2 separate regions of the Danio rerio genome follow, and region 1 is linked to region 2. The links are chromatin contacts, called in public HiChIP or PLAC-seq maps. All regions are on one chromosome and are shown on one strand. Each heading gives the region's core, a stretch centred on a gene start, on an enhancer-like site or on the middle of the called end of the contact. The rest is flanking DNA. Distances are from core to core; before and after follow the strand shown.

Evidence for each region. HiChIP or PLAC-seq counts read pairs in DNA pulled down with a chosen protein or histone mark.
Region 1: a contact with region 2 is called in an H3K4me3 HiChIP or PLAC-seq map of gastrula embryo, with 2.2 times the contacts expected there. The contact joins the promoter of arglu1b here to the promoter of lancl1 in region 2. A contact is called at or near these places in 2 of 4 datasets of contacts at active chromatin or transcription factors (embryo and gastrula embryo).

What each region holds. Positions count from the first base shown.
Region 1 is chr1:9,094,114-9,096,813 of GRCz12tu, reverse strand. arglu1b (arginine and glutamate rich 1b) reads left to right here and starts at 1,349. Exons shown (of 4, transcript NM_200162.1): 1 at 1,349-1,951. The coding sequence starts at 1,617.
Region 2 is chr1:8,938,502-8,941,201 of GRCz12tu, reverse strand. lancl1 (LanC antibiotic synthetase component C-like 1 (bacterial)) reads right to left here and starts at 1,306. Exons shown (of 11, transcript NM_001009891.2): 1 at 1,264-1,306; 2 at 64-161. The coding sequence starts at 150. It overlaps LOC141384472 (a long non-coding RNA gene), which reads right to left. Exons shown (of 12, transcript XR_012405417.1): 12 at 2,469-2,651.

The DNA.
Region 1 (2,700 bases), core at 100-2,599, 160 kb before region 2:
AAACAGTAATTATTGGTTTGCTACCGAGTGTGACACGGCTGGGATGAGAATCAGCATCTCCAAGTCCGAGGCCATGGAGCTCCACCGGAAAAAGGTGCTTTGCCATCTCCAGGTTGGAGGAAAGTTCTTACCCCAGGCGGATGAGTTCAAGAATCTCGGGGTTTTGTTTACGAGTGAGGGAAGGATGGAACGTGAGATTGACAGGCGGACTGGTATAGCAGCAGCAGTAATGCGGTCGTTGCATCTGACTGTTGTGTTAAAGGAGCTGAGCCGGAAGGCAAGGCTCTCGATTTACGGATCAATACATTCCTACGACACCTATGGCCATGAGTTTTGGGTCATGACTAAAAGGACAAGATCTTCGATACAAGTGGCCGAAATGAGTTTCTTTCGAAGGGTGGCATGGTGCAATCTTATGGATAGGGTCAGGAGCTCTGACATCCAGGAGGAGCTCGGAGAAGAGCCACTGTTCCTCCACATCGGGAGAAGTCTGCTGAGGTGGCTCGGGCATCTGTTTCGGATGCCTCCTGGACGCCTACCTAGGGAAGTGTCCCAGGCATGTCCCACCGGGAAGAGGCCTCGTGGAAGACCCAGCACACGCTGGAGGGACTATTTCGACTGACCTGGGAACGCCTCGGGATCCCCCCGAAGGAGCTGTCTGGGGAGAGGAAAGTGTGGGTTTCTCTCCTAAAACTGCTGCCCCTGCAACCCAGCCCAGGAAAAGCGGTTGCTCCAAAAAAAGGTTTTTCACCTTTATTTGATATAAGACAGTGGAGGTTACAGACAGGAAAGTATTTCGAGCAGAGAGAGGGGAAGGGTTGGCAAAGGACCTTAAGCTGGGAATCGAACTAGGGTTGCCATGAGCACCATGGTGCTATATGTCGCCGCACTTATAACCACTAGGCTATTGATGCCAACTTGCTCCAGATTTTTGATTTGTGCATTTTCGGGAATATATATTCAAAATACATGAAGTTATTTTTGTATGATATGACACATTTTAATTCTATTTAATAGTAAACGTTAACATTATGTAGGGGAACAATATAAGAAATCCATCATAAATGTTTTTGTACATTTTAGCTAATGACCAGTTACTTTAATGAGATTTTAAAATAATCTAAAAACATTAAAGGCTAATTTACAAAAATGATAAAATGTGGCTACATTTCATTTTCAAATTAGAGCTTTGTTATGCAAGAGTGAAATAAGAGTGATGACTCGGTTGCAAATCGGTTCATTGAATGAACTCCAAACAATTCACTCGTTTGCTCTCCACGCCACATGATGGCAATCGTCTATGTGGCCAAGCCTCGATCCTCACAACAAAAGAAAAACAAGGAATTGCATGCTGGGATCTGAGATCAGCCATCCTCCATCTTGCTTTTTAACTATACAAGATAAATTGTATGCTGCAGATAAAATACCATTGTTATTAAACCATTTACTTCCAAATAAGAGTTCCGCCTTCGAGATTATTGTCATGCAGTCTGCGCTGATTCCTTAAATGTGCGATTTGGGGTTAGCGTGAAGGTCTAGCAGGTGTGTGTGTTCGTCAGTCCGATGCTTTAGTGGTGTTCAGTCTCCTGGCTTCTGCAACTCAACCGGCGTCTGAAATGGGTCGCTCGAGGAGCCGCAGCTCTTCCCGCTCCAAGCACTCCAAAACCAGTAAGCACAGCAAAAAGCGAAGCAGATCTCGATCGAGATCCCGGGACAGGGAGAGGAAGAGGCGCTCCAAGTCGCGAGAGTCCAAAAGGAACCGCAGGAGAGAGTCGCGCTCCCGGTCCAGATCAAACACGGCCACGTCTCGGCGGGACCGAGAGAGAGCCGCATCTCCGCCAGAGAGGATCGACATTTTCGGCAGGGCGCTGAGCAAGAGGAGCGCTGTGGATGAAAAGCAGAAGAAAGAAGAGGAAGAGAAGAAAGTCGAGATGGAAAGACAGAGGAGAATGTGAGTAGCCGACCTGCTCTCTCATCAAATAAATCTGTTACCAATGTACAGTAAACAACACCTCAGTCTTACAGCCTTTAAAAGTTACTGTTTAAGTACCATTTCACATTGGGGTAAAAATCGTTTCATATTCAAACATTTGGACGTTTTCCTTAATATAATTTCAGAAAAGTATGCTTTGCAAATTCCAAGTAGTGAAATCATATTAGCAGCTAATGGCTATCAAAGTAACATTGTTCATAGTCAATAGTGTTAATGTTTTTAAGTCGAACACGCATGTGGTTTCAGACCAAATATTCAAAGTACAGTACACAATATATGAGCATGTTAAAAGTTGTCACTGAATGAATGTGTGAATATAAAACCAACTTTACCTTAATCAATTGTTCTTCGATCCATGTCAGATAGTTCACTCAAAGATCTAAATTCAGTCATCATTTACTCCTTCACTCGTTTCAAATCCTTTGTGAGTTTCTTACTTCTGTTGGACACAATAGAAGATACTTTGAAGAAAGATGTAAAACTAAACATTGGCTTCCATTGTATTTGTTTTTTAATTGAGGTAAATTTGGTTTTATATTCAGACATTCGTTAAATTCTGAACAGTGACAACTTGTGGCCCCTATAACTGTACTGTGAATATTCGGTCTAAATGGCGTGTAAGGATGACATAAAGTCAGCATTAGCACTATTTAAACAGGGTTGTAATTTGATAGTCATTGGCTACTAATATGATTTCTCTATTTAAC
Region 2 (2,700 bases), core at 57-2,556:
GAGAGGTGTACTTACTGTATATATGCTAAGCACTGTATATGCATTTTATTTTTAATCACTCACATTTCCCTGCATGTCAAACAAGTCTTGTGCACATCCCAGCCCAGTGTAATCTGGATAAGGATTCTTCAAGGCTCGTTGTTCAGACATTTTGAAGAGATCTGAAATAAAGAGCATTCAATTATTCATTTTTTCTTGGGCTTAGTCCCTTTATTCATCAGGGGTGGCAACAGACGAATGAACCGCCAACTAATCCAGCACGTTTTAAGCTTCCAGCTGCAACTCAGAACTGGGAAACATCCATACACACTCCTTCAGAAACTACAGCCAGTTTAGTATTCAATTCCCCTATAGCACATGTCTTTGTTGGGGAAACCAGAGCACCGGGAGGAAACCCACGCCAACACGGGGTGAACGTCCAAACTCCACACAGAAATGTCAACTGACCCAGCCTGGGCTCAAACTAGCGACCTTCTTGTTGTAAGGCGACAGTGCTAACCACCGAGCCACCGTGTCGCACTAATAAAGAGCATAAGTTAATTAAAAAAAAAAAAAAAAAAAAAAAAGATGGCAGCTCCATTTTGGAATAATATTTTAGGCCACGATGGTGATGCCTGGCCTTAACACGGAAATAAAACATTTAGTTAATCACAACATGCGTGTTCCAATATTTTCATACAATTTTTTAGCCACTCAGATGCACATATGAATGTTGTTGTTGTTATAATTTGCAGGTTTAAATTAAACGTTTTATTGTTTACATAATAAATACTCGTGTCGAATATTTAAGGTTATTATTTGTACCCCTGAATTTAATATTTCTGGGCCTCATATTCGTATGAAATACTTTACGTTGAACGTTTATCTGAATTACAGACCTGTAATGTAGAGTCATCTGCTGTGTATAAAAACTTATGACGCACCAAAATCCTGTGATACTGAAGCATGCGATTAGGGCCTACAAAATAAATCCGCACAAACCCAGATGTTCAGCTCACAAATTGTATAAAGGAAACACTATCCAAATTATTCGTTTTATGAATCTACAATAATATATTTGCAGTTACAGTTAGTTAAATAAAACCGGGGCCGAGAAACACACGCCCCCTTCTTTACTCTCCGACAATACAAGAATGCGTGAAGAACAAAACATGCAGGAAATAATTCTGGCTTAATACTCGCGCAGCAACAGCAGGCGTTTGCAATCACATGTGCTCTTGGCAAAACAATTTCCTAACATTTATTTTATAACAGTAAACATACCGTTCGAGTGCTGCACTGTTGAATTCTTCTCGTCTGATCTCAGGACACGCTGTTTTGGTTTGACTCAATGCCGCCATCTAGTGTTCAGGAGGGTCATCGTCATTGTCGTCATCATTGTGATAGGTAAATAATAATTATTTATTATTAATTATACCAGATAATTAATAAATACTAGAACGGTAGGTCTATGTAGATTTATTTCTTTTTTAAATTTATTTTGATGATTAATTGATCTGATTATTTTAAAGTTTTAGGAAAATATTGCACACATGCTTTCATAAAAAATAAAAGAAAAATAAATAAAACAAAATAAAATAAAAATAAAATGAAAAGTAAATAAAATAAAATTTAAGTTAATTAGCTAATTTATCAATTGGGAATAAAACCAAGTTTTGAGAAAATATTGCACACATAAAATAAAATAATAATAAAAAAAATTATATATATATATATATATATATATATATATATATATATATATATATATATATATATATATATATATATATATATATATAATAATTAAATTAAACAAAATTAAATAAAACAAATAAAATAATAAATAAATGAATAAATAAATTAAATTAAAAAGAAAAGAAAATAATAATAAATGTTATCGAACTATTTATTATTGGGAATAAAAACAAGTTCAACTTTCCAAGTTTTGGTAAAATATTGCACGCATAAAATAAAATAAATTATAAAAATAAAAAACATAAAATAAAAATAAAATAATAATAAATGTTAATTAACTAATTTATTGATTGAGAATTACCACAAGTTCAACTTCCCAAGTTTTGGGAAAATATTGGACGCATGCTTTCCTAAAATAAAATAAAATAAAATAAAATAAAATAAAATAATACATGTTAATTGACTAATTTATTTATTGGGAATAAAAACAATGCTAAATCATTGCTGTCATGGATATCAAATAATATGTAAAATACAATATAAATTTTATATATATATTTTTTTCTAATATGAAGATTAAATTAAATTTAGTGATAGATCTAGAAACAGTGAAGAGTGTGATCATGTTTAGTGACAAAAAAACAAACAAACCTGTTGCAGTGTACATGTTAATACTGTATATCATAACAATTATTTAGTGTTTGGATGTTGCAAATAAGGCACAACCCCCAAAATAAACCCTCAGATATGAATACAACTAAAAATAAATAATACTAAAAAGTCTGTTTTACTTTATTAATTTGCATGATTTTCAGGCCTTTGTTGACAGGAAGAAATGCTCTTGCCGTGAAGTTTCCTCAGTAATGTTATAGCTGACAGGTGATTGGTCATGAAATGATGGCAGTGCATGAATAGAATGAAGGAAGATCTTTTATAACACCTGTGCTATGCGTCTCTTTTATAATCTTTGTGATCTGCATGACATATCTATAATTAGAGATGTGAGCTACCATTATGTGCTGA